2 separate regions of the Macaca mulatta genome follow, and region 1 is linked to region 2. Evidence: chromatin contacts called from public Hi-C data. All regions are on one chromosome and are shown on one strand. Each heading gives the region's core, a stretch centred on a gene start, on an enhancer-like site or on the middle of the called end of the contact. The rest is flanking DNA. Distances are from core to core; before and after follow the strand shown. Region 1 holds the start of USP8 (ubiquitin specific peptidase 8). Region 2 holds the start of GABPB1 (GA binding protein transcription factor subunit beta 1).

Region 1 (6,778 bases), core at 3,799-6,298, 66 kb after region 2:
TCTATCACAACCCCACAGAATAATTTGGCTTATAATGTTTATACAAATGTTTAAAGAAAGCAATAAGGTGGGTAAAAAAAAATCTTAGTGCCAAAACACACACACACACACACACACACACACACACACACACACAAAATCACTGTTGGCCGGGCACAGGGGCTCACACCTGTAATCCCAGCACTTTGGGAGACCTAGGCGGGAGGATCACTTCAGCCAGGAGTTCAAGACCAGCCTGGATAACAAGGTAAAACCCCATCTCTACAAAAAATACAAAAATTATTTTTTTTTGTATTTGGGGATAGCAGTGCATGCCTATAGTCCTAGCTACTAGAGAGGCTGAGGTGGGAGGGTCACTTGAACCTGGGAGATTGAAGCTGCAGTGAACCATGAACATGCCACTGTACTCCAGCCTGGGCAACAGAGCAAGACCCTGTCTCAAACAACAACAACAACAACAACAACAACAACAACAACAAAAACCCACAAACAAAAACCACTGTCCTTGCTAGTCCTTTATCCTGTTTTATTTTTCTTCTAACACTTCTAGCACTTCACATACTATATGCATATTTGCTTATTGTATGTCTCCTTGACTAGAATGTAAGTCAGCTCTGTGTTGAGCAGGAATTTTATATTGTGAATCTAAAACAATGCCTGGCATAGAACATGCATTCAGCAAGTACTTGTTAAATGATTGGAAGACGAACCAGATTTTGGACTACTGCTTATGCTGGATAGCATGTAAATTAAAGCTATGATCAAATACAGGCCATGCCTCTGAACAGCTGATGACCACTTAGATTCTAGGTGCCACAGATACTGCTGCTTGGTTGGTTACAATACACATTTTTTTTCCACTTTTACTCTGAACTATTATTCATTATCGGATGGTGGGTGAGGGGAAAAATACAGAATACATGTCCTAGTCCAGTGCTGTCCATTAGAGCTTTCTTTAATAATGGAAATAGCCTATATCTGCTGGGCCACTAGTGGCTATTGAGCACTTGAAATATGGCTACTTTGACTGAACTGAATTTTTAATTTTACAACTAGCTGTGGTTACTAGTTACTATATTTAGCAGCCATGCTCAACAATCCTATAGGTCTATCTTAATTATTTTTATAGGAATGAAGAGTATTATCATGATTTCTTAATTATATATATTTGGTTTTAATTTCTACAGAGGAAGAGGACAACAAAGTTTTGTGAACTACTGTTCGGATAAGTTTGTAGTTTTTTAAAGAAAAGACTTCACAGAGAACAGGGCAGAGAGTAACAAAATATCTGATTTCCAAAAAATTCAATCAAACTTTGATATGGATTCGGTCAAATCATTGCTAAATGGCCTCCTTAACATTATTATTAAACCAATTTACATAATGTGCTTTTTACTAGTCAAATACGTTGTTTTAAATCTTAATTATTTTTGATTATAAAAGTAATACACATTCAGTGTAACAAGTTCAAATAGTCTCTCAGGCGCATAAAGTAAAATATGGATGTTCACCACACTGTACCTACCAAGATGCCCATACCCCAAAGATGATTGCTGTTAAACATTTAGAGTACCTTTCCTGACTTTGTTGTCTAAGCAGCTTTAAAAATCAATACTTTTGGTTTAAAGTGATAGCTCTGAATCCCCTTTAGGCATAGAGTGTGGGAAATTATATTTCTGCAGCAAACTCAGGCCCTGCAACATCAAGTGTGGATTCACTGGAAATTATTTGAAGTAACACTTAGAGATCATAGTAGCCAAAAAAATGTTGGGAAATGAAAAAGGGGTTTTAAAAAATTAATTATTATTATTTTCTTTTCAAAGAGACGGGGTCTTCACTCCGTTACCCAGGATGGAGTTCAGTGGCGGAATCATAGCTCACTGAAGCCTCAAACTCCTGGGCGCAACCAATCCTCCTGTCTCAGCCTCTCAAGTAGCTTGGACTACAGGCATGCACCAACCGTGCCCGGCTAATTTTTTAATATTTTGTAGGGATAGGATCTTGCTATGTTGCCCAGGCTGGTCTCAAAACTCCTGACCTCAAGCAATCCATGCACCTCAGCCTCCCATAGTGCTGGGATTACAACTGTGAGCCCCTACACCCAGCCGAAAAAGGTTTTGTGGAGGGAGTATGATCAGAAGAAAAATCATGGAATGTGCTCGAAAGAGATCTAAAGGGCCATGGAAGTTAAAACGTTGAACTCTATAGAACAAAACATGAAGTATGGAAAGATTATTTAAAAAACACTTGACTTTGGAACAAAATCCAAATTGTTCCCATGATTTCATTCTTTGGCATTATGTTCATTTGGTTATCTTAGTCTTTTCTCAGACTTCCTCTTTAACAGAGAATTATCTGAAAGCCCCTGGCTAAGTTAATGCTTATGACTGTGGTCACAAATGGATGGCTTGGATTTTATTTGTTTTGCAGTGTTTGTAAATTTTTTTATGTATACTGTTGTTGTCAACTAACAATTCGTGTGTATATGGATTACGTTAGTTGACACACACACACACACACACACACACACATATATATATATAAAAAATATTCCCCAAATTTAAAAAGCAGTTTGGAGATTTTTCCCACGCACAGAAAATCAGAAAATTGGCAACACTCTGCCCCATTTCCTTATGGCAACAATTTAAACAGGCCATGAGCCGTCCACATGGAGACTGGACCTTGAAACAGCAGCTAGTGTTTTGAGCTCTAAGCTAACACTTTGGACTTTCAGTCATGTTTTCTTTCCCCAAACAAATAGAAAAGTTTTATTTCAAAGAGGAAAAGGGTGCAACAGCTGCAACATACATAAAACCTATTTAGTTTTACTTGGGAGTGAGAATCAGGAAACCTGGGCTGTTCTTAACTTAGTTTGGATAAAGAAGGGTAGTAAAGCTGTCCTTATGTCTCTTACCAAGTGGAGAAAATACTGCTGTAGTTCACAGAAATTTTGGGGAGTTTTAGATTCTATGGAAAACGGAAATGCTATTTGTAACTTAGATTTTTTTTTTTGTTTTTTGGAGGAGTCTCGCTCTGTTGCCCAGGCTGGAGTGCAGTGGCATGATCTAACCTACACCTTCCTGGTTCAGTCAATTCACCTGCCTCAGCCTCCTGAGTAGCTGGGATTACAGGTGCGTGCCACCACGCCCAGCTAATGTTTGTATTTTTAGTAGAGACGAGGTTTCACCATTTTGGCCAAGCTGGTCTCAAACTCCTGACCTCAAGTGATCTGCCCACCTCGGCCTCCCAAAGTGCTGGGATTACAGGCATGAGCCACTGCACTCAGCCTAATTTTAAAATTTTTTTTTGTAGAGATGGGGGTCTCCCTTTGTTGCTCAAGCTGGTCTCTGTCTCTTGGGATCAAGGGATCCTCCTGCCTCAGCCTCCCAAAGTGCTGGGATTACAGGCCTGGGCCACTGAAACTGGCCTTCATTACAAATTCATTGAACACACTTTATTTTATCCTTTAAAAAAAAAATTCATTTCAGTAGTTTTGGGGTAACAGGTTGCATGGAAAAGTTTTTTAGTGGTCATTTCTGAGATTTTGGTGCACCCATCACCCGAGCAGTTTACACTGTACAATGTGGCACACACTTTCACTTAAAAGCGTCTACTAGATCTTTTTTTTTTTTTTTTTTTTTTTTTTTTGAGGCGAAGTCTCGCTCTGTCGCCCAGGCTGGAGTGCAGTGGCGCGATCTCGGCTCACTGCAAGCTCCGCCTCCCGGGTTCCCGCCATTCTCCTGCCTCAGCCTCCCGAGTAGCTGGGACTACAGGCGCCGCCACCACGCCCGGCTAATTTTTTGGCTAATTTTTTTGTATTTTTAGTGGAGACGGGGTTTCATTGTGTTAGCCAGGATGGTCTCGATCTCCTGACCTCGTGATCCGCCCGTCTCGGCCTCCCAAAGTGCTGGGATTACAGGCTTGAGCCACTGCGCCCGGCCTACGTCTACTAGATCTTGCTGCCAGATTTCCCATCCCTAAGACACCCGGAGTGTTCCTGAGGCCTTAGTGACTACTGCCTAAAGCTCCACCCAAATCAATTTTATGTTTACAGATAACCGGAGCATCCAATCACCTTTCTCTAAGAGAGTACAAAGATCAGCTCGCGAGAAAGTTCAGACCTCTCATTTCGTTTCTGTTAGACCGGCCTTCCCCCAACCAGACGGAGTCTTGCTCTGCTGCCCAGGCTGGAGTGCAGCAGCGCGATCTCGGCTCACTGCAACCTCCCCTCCCCGGGTTTAAGCAGTTCTCCTGCCTCAGCCACTGGAGTAGCTGGAATTACAGGCGCGCGCCACCACGCCAAGCTAATTTTTTTGTATTCTTAATAGAGATGGGGGGTGGGGGGGGTTCACCATATTGGCCAGGCTGGTCTCGAACTCCTAACCTCATGATTTGCCCGCCTCGGCCTCCCGAAGTGCTGGGATTACAGGCGTGAGCCACCGTGCCCGGCCTCGACGGGGCCTTTTAAATGACGTTAAAAATTGTACATAAAATATGTTTTAGGATAATACCTGTTTTTCTTTGACCAAAGAAAGGCTTGGCTTCAGAGAATGTTAAGACAGAAATAGAGGGGCGTTAAATCCCCTTTTAAGTTTTTTCTAATTTCCAATCTGAGGAGGAAAATAACGTAGTAAAGGGATGCAAGAGCAACCTCGCTTCTTCCACAAGGCCCAGGATGCGAAGCGAACCTGGGCCGCTTGGCTACCGCCCGGTTGCAACCCGGAAATGCAGGGTGCAGTGCGGGGGGTACAGAACCGGCCGACTGTGTTGATCCGGCTCAGAGAAATCCCGCCCTTGCCGCCGCCGCCCACCCATAACGTCCTCCTCGACCCTCCCTCGACCCTCCCTCGCCCCGCCGCTCGGCCCTCACCGAAAGGGGGAGGGCGGTGGAAGAGAGAAGTCAAGGAGCGCACGCGAAGCCCAGCCCCTACCGTGACGTCTGGAGACGCGACGCGTCGCCTCGCAATGCAAATCGGGAAAAGGGGATGAGCTGGGCTGGCTTCCGTCCTGATAGCCAAGGCTAATTCTCCCTCGAGTTCTTGGGAGATGGGCGTTTGGCGAGAAGGCTGGCGTTAGTGAAGCGCGCCGGGCGTCACGGTGAGTGCGGGTCTTGGGCCCTGGCACCTGTCCTCTGGGAAGTCGTCCGCTGTGAACCCCCTCTCCTTCCACCAGCTGCTGGTCACCCGGGAGACAAGCCCTGTCCGCGGAGAGGAGTGGGACAACTCCGAAAGGTAGAACCGGCTTGTGGAGAGGAAGGGCCCAACCTTGAGTCTTTTACGCCACCCATCTAGGATTGCCAAGCGAGTTTCGTGCGGTTTTTCGGTTTTAAAAGGTGGCTTTGACCATTCTTCCGTTCTCTTGGACACTTATACCCGACTTTGACCTCTTTCCTCTTGCTTCCGGTTTTTTGTTTTTGTTTTTTTTTTATTTTTTTTATTTTACTCTCTGCAATCTGCCTACAATCCCAGGCCTTACTACAGCTCCTAAAACTGTTTCCCAGTTTCTCCTCTTCCCTAGTCACACTTCATTTTAGTGAAGTAGGAGTTTAAAGACCCTATAAGCTTATCAGAGTTAAAACTATGACTGCCTCAAATAGAAGCTTTTCCCCGCCCCCCTAAAAAGTGCCTTCCAACCTAGAGTTGTGGGACAAGTTCATTTCGCCGCCACTCCACCTTGGAAATTATCGGAATCCTTACTTGCAGCGATGTGCATTTATATAGAAAGCTGCAGACCACCCTCCTGGGTTTATTTCTTGCCTCCAGTTCATTCTGTGACCTTGAACAAGTCACTTAATCACTAACAAAATATTTACCTGACACGGAGGTGTTGCAGAGCCTAAGGAATTTAGAATTTAAGAGACCTGAGGGTTTCAGATGAAAGGGATTTGTATCTAAAGGATATTACCTTTTCTGAATCTGCGAAGCATCCTTAGTTTTGTAAATATCTTGCTGCAGCCATTAAAAATGCCAAGTGGTTATTTGTTAAGGAAGTGTTCCTGTTTTAGGCTTGCTCTGCTGCGGCTTTGCCATGTAAGCAGATTTTGCATTTCAGCCGATTCTGTTTAAGATTCGTTGGTGAATGTCATTCATGATAGATTTGGGTAGTTTCTCCTTACAACATATCCCTGGACCATTAAGCATATCTGGAAGGTGATATCGGTTGTGTTATGTCTTTATCATGTTGATATGGCTGCCTTGAAATAGGTATTCCTTTTCTTGTGACACATTGGATGCATCTTTAATATTAGATAGTGAAGACCCTGTAGTAGTAAAAATATATATATATACACACCTGTCATTAATGAAATTTTGCACATAGGCATGTATTTTTTTTAGAAAACAATGTATAAGAAAAACTAACAAAAATGTTTTAAAGGTGACTTTTTTAGCATTTCATTTTTTAATATATTTACTTGGACTTTATTAATCATTATGGGCATTTGTTTATTAATGTGGACGTGGCTGGGCGCAGTGGCTCACGTCTGTAATGCCAGCACTTTCCGAGGCCGAGGAGAGTGGATCACCTGAGGTCAGGAGTTCGAGACCAGCCTGGCCAACATGGCGAAACCTGGTCTCTACTAAAAAACAAAATTAGCTGGGCATGGTGGCACACGCCTGTAATCCCAGCTACTCCAGGGGCTGAGGCAGGAGAATCGCTTGAACCGGGGAGGCAGAGGTTGCAGTGAGCTGAGATTGCACCATTGCACTCCAGCCTGGGTGACAAGAGCAAAACTGCATCTCAAAAAATTAAAATAAAAAGCGTGGACATAATGGAAAAT
Region 2 (7,316 bases), core at 735-3,234:
GTTCCAGAGGTTTACATGGTGTGCTAACCACAACAGTGACGTAGTTTTGAGAATCTTCTATTAAACCAGGCATTAAAAAGATTTGCAAAAATGCAAGATGTTACTCTTAACAAATCATCTATGTTAACATGTAATGGATGTATTTTTTGTTTTTGGGAAAAAAAAAACCCGGGAGAAAAAAAAAAGCCATCTTTAGTTTCCTCAAAGTCTGACCCTGAAAATGGAAGTATCAAAGCTGATGGTTTATACGTCAGTGAGAAAAAAATTTAAACCAAGCTGGGTGGGTCTTTACATGAGATAAACTATCTACAAGAATGTCTGACCACTAACTTCTGCATAATAAATGAGAGTCGATCTTTTCATTCTGGGATGGCAATGTACTTTACAAGGACCATTTACAGCCTACATCAAACCTTTTTCTAGATAAAAAACGTACTTCAGTAACTTGCCTGAATTGAAAGAGCAAAACAGTCCGGAGAGAAAACTTAAAATGTTTCCACATTATCAAGCCCCCTTCAGAAGTACTGTGGTCTCGGCCCCTCCTTTGAACAGATGTCCGCTCGCCACAGTCCAATCAGGTTTAAAGCAAGTGTATTTGTACTGAAAACAAGCTTCAAGTGGGAAGACACACACAAAGCAGGCCTGTATCATTCCTTTGGTTTCAGTTTTCACGATGCACCCTTGAGGCTAGGCACGCTGATTCAACACACTTGGAGAGCTTCACCGAAACACACTAAATACACACTGATGAACTGTGCCCTGGCAGAGATGACCTGGCAAAATTCTCAACTTTTTCCCTGAGGCCGTGCACCCGCGGGTCTCGGCGGCGAAGTCTTTCGGGCAGAAGTCCCAAGCCTTCAAAACGGCAGGCTTCTCCCCCTCAGGACTCCAGTCCCCGCGGCCAAGGCTGTCGCTGCGGGGGCTCCGCGCGGGACTGGCCAGGCTCTCCCGTTAACCCTGTCTGGGCCGGCCGATCCCGCCGCGGCCCGAGCGCCTCTCGGCCCCGCAGCACAGGGCGCCCAGGACCCGCCGCCCCCGCCGCCCGTTCCCCTCTCCGGAGAGCCCAGCGGGGCCGTCAAGCTGCCCAGACAAAGGGTACCGCGGCGCCAGAGGCCGGGCCCGGCCGCGCCTGCCTTCCTCCTCCCGCCCACTGCCAACCTCCAGTCGCCCGCAGAACCTCCGCTGCCTCGGCGCGACCCCATCGCCACCCCGGGGCTGCCGCTCGGGACCGGCCCGCCGGGCAGCCGCGAGGAGGCCGCCGCACGCCAGGGCCGAGGAGGGGGCGGCGGCCGCCACCATGTCTGCCCGCCCCTCCCAGAAGCGGGGTGCCCAGCGGACAAAGCGCAGCGGCGGCGCAGGCGGAGCGGGCGCCCAGGCCGACCCCGCCGACCCCCGCGGAATAAGCGGGGCCAGGAGCCCCGGAAACCCGGCGCCTTAATGCAATAAACAGGAAATCGCGGGGATGATCTGGGTTCCGGGGGAAGTGGAATTATTTTTTACCAGCGAAGAGATCAACTTCCACATCCGGTGGTAACAGGGCCCTACACAGACCCGCACTGACCTGGAAAAGCTTCGGGAGCGGCGACGGGAAGGCAGCAGGAGGTGGTGCGGGGACCCGAGGCGCCTCGTACCCGGCCGGGCTGACGCGGCCCCGCTACACACAAAGCGCTCCAGCAGCACAGGGCGCTATTTTCCGAAAATGCCGCGTCTGGTCGGCGCCCAAAATCCCCACCGAAAAGTCCCCCGTGCTGCGCGCGGAGGGACACATGGTGTGCGAGTGAGTCAAGCTCCCAGCATCCCTCCCGGACCCGGCCCTCGTCAGCTGCTCGCCCGAGGATTTTCCGCCTCTGCACTCATCGGCAGATCCCGCTCCTACCCACTCCCTGACTCTGTTCCCACGGGGAGAGAGGGGAAAGAGAGTCTGATTTTTTAACGAAAGGGATGAAAGTATGCCATTTCTAGCGCTTCAGCCACACAAAGAAAGCGGCGGAATGATCCGCTCTCGGCGACCGCAAGTCCCGGCCCACCCGGCGCCTGCGCGGCAGCGGGGGTGGGAGCTGCGGCCGGCCATGTGCGCGGCGGAGAGGCTGGGTGGCCGCGGAGCCTTCCCGCCTGTTTCTGCGGTGGGTAGTAGTTTGGGAACTAATGTTCTGTGCTAACCTTCGTGTCTCTGTGACATGACCGTTTAAAGACGGAGAGTGCGGAATCTTTGGACTTTAAGCTTGACAACTGAGCGGCCTAGCAGAATCCTGGGAGACGCAAGGACAGGAGGCTAGGATTTACCTTTTAAGTGTCCCTAGATTCAACTAGTCAAACTGGGACGGGAGACGCTGTGAAGGTACCAGGGAAGGAACGAGTGAGGTTCCTTTTCCACTTTTGCATAAACTCAACGGTCAGATTCATGACGAAGATGTACATATTTCTGTAGATTTTTTTCCCGAGCATTCTAATGATGCCTCATATTTCGTAGATCCTAGTAACTGCTTGGATTACTGCCACCTCAGAGGTAGAGATCTGTTTTTCCGTGGCTGGAATGTCAAAACTTTTGTTGTATTTTATTAAGTAGCAAAAGTTTGGAGATTGCAAGGTTAAAAAAAAAAAAAAAAAAAAGCTTTATGAACTTAATCTAGATGTGATTTGCTAAGGAACTTAACATATTGATATGTTTTTCGCAGGGGAGTCAGGGCATGGCTTTCCCAACCTAGTAACCGCAACTTATAGCATCCTACATCTAGGACTTGGGAGTATGTGAGACAGCGCCAAGAATTTAATCCAGGAGAACTGACAAGCTTAAATGAAATCCACATTGCCCACTGATTTTGTGCAGCCTCAGATAAGTAATCTTTCTCCACTTAGCCTTTGGTAACAATTGATGTAATAAAGGTTTGTAGTCTTTGCGTAATTTATTAAAGCATTGTGGCTAAAACAGAAAAAAAGCGTAGGAACCATAGTCTATGTTTTCTTTTGATTTAATATTTTCATTGCTTCAGTTAATAGAAATTTGTCAAAATGCTGATGTTTTTCTGTAGCATTATTTGAATGAGCATTGTTTGAGTGAACATTCAGCTAATTATTGTTAGAAAATCGTTGCCCCCAGAATGAGCATTGAGTGAACATTCAGCTAATTATTGTTAGAAAATCGTTTCTCTCATTAATCTTACGCTGTAGAATGTAGACAAGTAAGTAGGCATCATCAGTATGATGAGAGTGAAGCTACTTAATACCGTGGAATCAAATAAAGGAGGAACCCCTTACTAAACCAAGAGGGAGGAATAAAATGGAATGGGACTAGAGAAGCAATTGGCTTTAATAAGGGTATTGTGGAAGACCTAGATAAGAAGCAGTAAGTACCGATGTTTGGAGGCAAACACTGGAGAGATTTTTGGGTAAAGAAGACAGTGCTGGAGGTCTGCTTGTGAAGGCCTTGAATGCTATGTGCAGAAGTGAGCTTCTGAGAGCCAGGAGGAAGATATTGAAAGATTTTAAGTAGAAGAATCAGGATTGAATTCATTTTAGACAGATCACTGTTACACAAAAATTTGAGGCAAGGAAAAGAGTTTGGAGTAAACAGTAGACTGTGAGCCAACAATGACTTGGACTGAGTTGGTGGCAAGTAGTTGTGAAGAAGATGAAGTGGTTATTGGGAGATTTCGTTAACTGAAAATGACTGAGGAAAATAGATGTCAGAGGTGACTGCCAAATGAGTTGGAGCAGCTACGAGGACAGTAATATCTTCACTGAGATTAGAAACAAAATAAGAGAATATATGTTAGGGAAGAAAGAACTCTCTGTTTCGACCATGTAAAATTCGAAGTGCCTGTGAGCCAACCAGACAGATACGTGTAGCCAGCAATTAGATATTCATTCAACACTGTTGGAAGAAATAAAGCAGCTGAATAAATGAAATAAAGCAGCAGCAAAACAAACGGTTCCAACTCCTGTTTTTAGAGGGAAACAGCGTATAAACAAGTTTTTAAAATGAGAAAATATCCCGTAAGTTTGTGAAGAAGGCCGGGTGCAGTGGCTCACGCCGGTAATCCCAGCACTTTGGGAGGCTGAGGTGGGTGGATCTCCTGAGCTCAGGAGTTAGAGAGCAGCCTGGCCGACCTGGCGAAACCCCATCACTACTAAAAATACAAAAATTAGCTGGGCACAATGGCACGCTCGTGTAATCCCAGGTACTCCGGAGGCTGAGGCAGGAGAATAGCTTGAACCCCAGGACATGGAGGCTGCAGTGAGCCGCGATCTCGCCACTGCATTCCAGCCTGGGCGATGGAAGGAGACTTCGTCTCAAAAAGGAAAAAAAAAAAAGTTTGTGAAGAGAATTAAAGGCTGATTGGATGAAGTGTTAGTCTGGGGAAAAGAGAGCAGACTTTTGGTGGTTGGTTGATCAGAGATGGCCTCACTGAGAAGGTATTAGAAAGGACTTAAGAACAGAGTGTGAGACCAAAATAGCAGGGCAAAGGCCCTAAGGTGAGAAGTTTGTTGTGTTTAGGGAACAGCAAGGTCAGTGTAGCTGAAGTCTACTGACCAAAAGAAGGAATGATAGGAGGTGAAGTCTTCAGCCTCGATAAGGTGACATGCACTGGAAGCCATTGAAGGATTTACGAAACGGAGTATCATGGACTAGGATAGTAGCAGTAGAGATGAGGAAAGTGGATGGATCCAAAAAGCTGACCTATCTTGCTCACCAATTAAATGAGGAAAAGGAGGAATCAATAGTGATGCCTAGGTTTGGGGCATGTTGTCTAGGTGGAATTAATTTTAATTACACCTTTTATTTAACCCAGTATATCCAAATATTATTTCACATGTGATCAATATAAAAAATCACTAAACATTAAAAATATTTTACATTTTTCTCATAACTAAGCATTTGAAATCTGGTGTGTATTTTATACTTATAACATATCTCAGTACTTGATTTCGTAAAATTTCCAGCTGAAAAAATAGATTCACATATCCAAGTCGTTCCAAGCATACTTAAAAGTTGTACGGTAATCGAATCGTGTGTATTTTTAAATTTTATTTTAAATTAAAGTTAGGATTATGAATTCGGTTCCTAAATTAGCCTCATTTCACTTCCTGCATTTCAAGTGGGACAAGTTGTTACCATATTGGACAGTGCAGTCTAGTGAAATAGAGAATAGTGGAAAGTCAGACTTAAAAAGTTTAGAACCAGCTCTGGAAGGCCTTGGATGTCAGATTAAAGGACTGAGATTTTACCCTTGAGTCAGGCAGAACAATGGATGGTTTTTGAACTAAGGAGTGACACAACATTGTGCTTATGACTAGAAAGAGGCCACTAGGTGGCCAGCTGTGAGTCAGGACACCCTTCAGTTGCTTTGACTTCAGCCTTGTGGATTCAAAGTCTGATTTTTGTCAGCACTCTAGAGCAGTTCCACCAAGAGTGTGGTCCACAGGGCAGTGCCAGTCTGTAAGCCCTTTGTTACACATCCATGACAAGTCATTTACAGAAAGTAAATGTAGAAACTTATAGCAATTTAACAGACTAATTTTATTTCTGTGGGTCTAATAAAAATTTGAGGGACTGTACTTTGCATATATCTTTATTCCCTTTTTTTTGTTTGTTTTTTGTGTTTGAGATAAGTCTTGCTCTGTCGCCAGTCTGGAGTGCAGTGGTGCAATCTCGGCTCACTGCAACCTCCGCCTCCCAGGTTCAAGCAATTCTTCTGCCTCAGCCTCCCGAATAGCTGGGATTACAAGTATGCACCACCACACCCAGCTAATTTTTGTATTTTCAGTAGAGACGGGGTTTCACCATGTTGGCCAGGATGGTCTTGATCTCCTGACCTTGTGATCTGCCCGCCTCGGCCTCCCAAAGTGCTGGGATTACAGGCGTAAGCCACCGTTCCTGGCCTTTTTTTCCCTTTTTCTTTTCCTTTTTTTTTTTTTTTTGAGACAGAGTTTCGCTCTTACTGCCCAGGCTGGAGTGCGATGGTGCGATCCCGGCTCACAGCAACCTCCGCCCACCCCCCACCCCACCCCCCCTGAGTTGAATTGGTACTCCTACCTCACTCTCCCAAGTAGCTGGGATTACAAGCATGCGCCACCACACCCTGCTAATTTTGTATTTTTAGCAGAGACGAGGGTTTCTCCGTGTTGGTCAGACTGGTCTCCAACTCCCGACCTCAGGTGATCCACTTGCCTTGGCCTCCCAAAGTACTGGGATTACAGGTGTGAGCCACCGCACCTGGCCGTTTTTTTCCTTTTTCTAATAATTTTTATCATATTACATAAAAGTACCTATGGTCTCACAGATGAAGGGAGTCAGAAGAACCAAACTCCCAGAAGACTTACGTAAATCTAAATGCCTTTTTTACTTTGGAGTGAAAACTGTAATAGCTGAACTACAACGGACATTGCTCATTTTCTCCCTCCATGTAGACATGGAAAGCTATATGGAAATAACCGAGTTTATAGTAGCTACCATATATTAAACGTTTCCTGTATGCCAGCCACTGTGCAAAGCCTATTATATATATTGTCTCATTTAATCCTCACAACTCTGTAAAATAAGTATTGTTTGCCCCATTTTTCCAATCAAGAAACTGAGGCTAAAATAGCTTGAATAACTTACCTAAATTCACCAACCTCAAAGATGTTAAAGACGGTTCTAATACAGGTCTCTCATTTCCTTCTTGATTAGGAATACTACTTTGAGGCCGGGTGCGGTGGCTCAAGCCTGTAATCCCAGCACTTTGGGAGGCCAAGACGGGCGGATCACGAGGTCAGGAGATCGAGACCATCCTGGCTAACATGGTGAAACCCCGTCTCTACTAAAATACAAAAAAAATTAGCCGGGCGAGGTGGCGGGCGCCTGTACTCCCAGCTACTCGGGAGGCTGAGGCCGGAGAATGGCATGAACCCGGGAGGCGGGGCTTGCAGTGAGCTGAGATCCAGCCACTGCACTCCAGCCTGGGCGACAGAGCCAGACTCCGTCTCAAAAACAAAAACAAAAAAAAAAGGAATACTACTTTGAAATGAGAGACCTGTACTGTATCTGTTAATACCAAATTCCCTGGCATAAAGACTTAGTACATTGTTTAAAGAGAATGCATGAAGTTAACTGCATTACCTTCTGGAGGGTTCATTTGTGAATTTGGGGCCAAAGTAAAGGTAGTTAGTGGTGTTCTAACAGCATCAAACAAATGAATTCATTTCTTTTTTGGGGGGGTGGGGTGGAGGGAATAAGGTCTCACCCTGTCGCCCATGCAGGCTAGAAGGCCATGAAGTGATCTCGGCTGACTGCAGTCTCAACCTGGGCTCAAGCAATCCTCCCACCTCAGCCTCCT

Evidence for each region. A called contact is a pair of places that touch in the nucleus more often than the background predicts.
Region 1: a Hi-C map of liver shows a contact between it and region 2, with 4 times the contacts expected there. The contact joins the promoter of USP8 here to the promoter of GABPB1 in region 2. A contact is called at or near these places in 5 of 14 Hi-C or Micro-C datasets (blood, cortical neurons, fetal cortex germinal zone and 2 more).

Annotation. Positions count from the first base shown.
Region 1 is chr7:27,746,223-27,753,000 of T2T-MMU8v2.0, forward strand. It overlaps USP8 (ubiquitin specific peptidase 8), which reads left to right and starts at 5,049. Exons shown (of 20, transcript NM_001265619.1): 1 at 5,049-5,097.
Region 2 is chr7:27,683,408-27,690,723 of T2T-MMU8v2.0, forward strand. It overlaps GABPB1 (GA binding protein transcription factor subunit beta 1), which reads right to left and starts at 1,985. Exons shown (of 9, transcript NM_001194637.2): 1 at 1,562-1,985.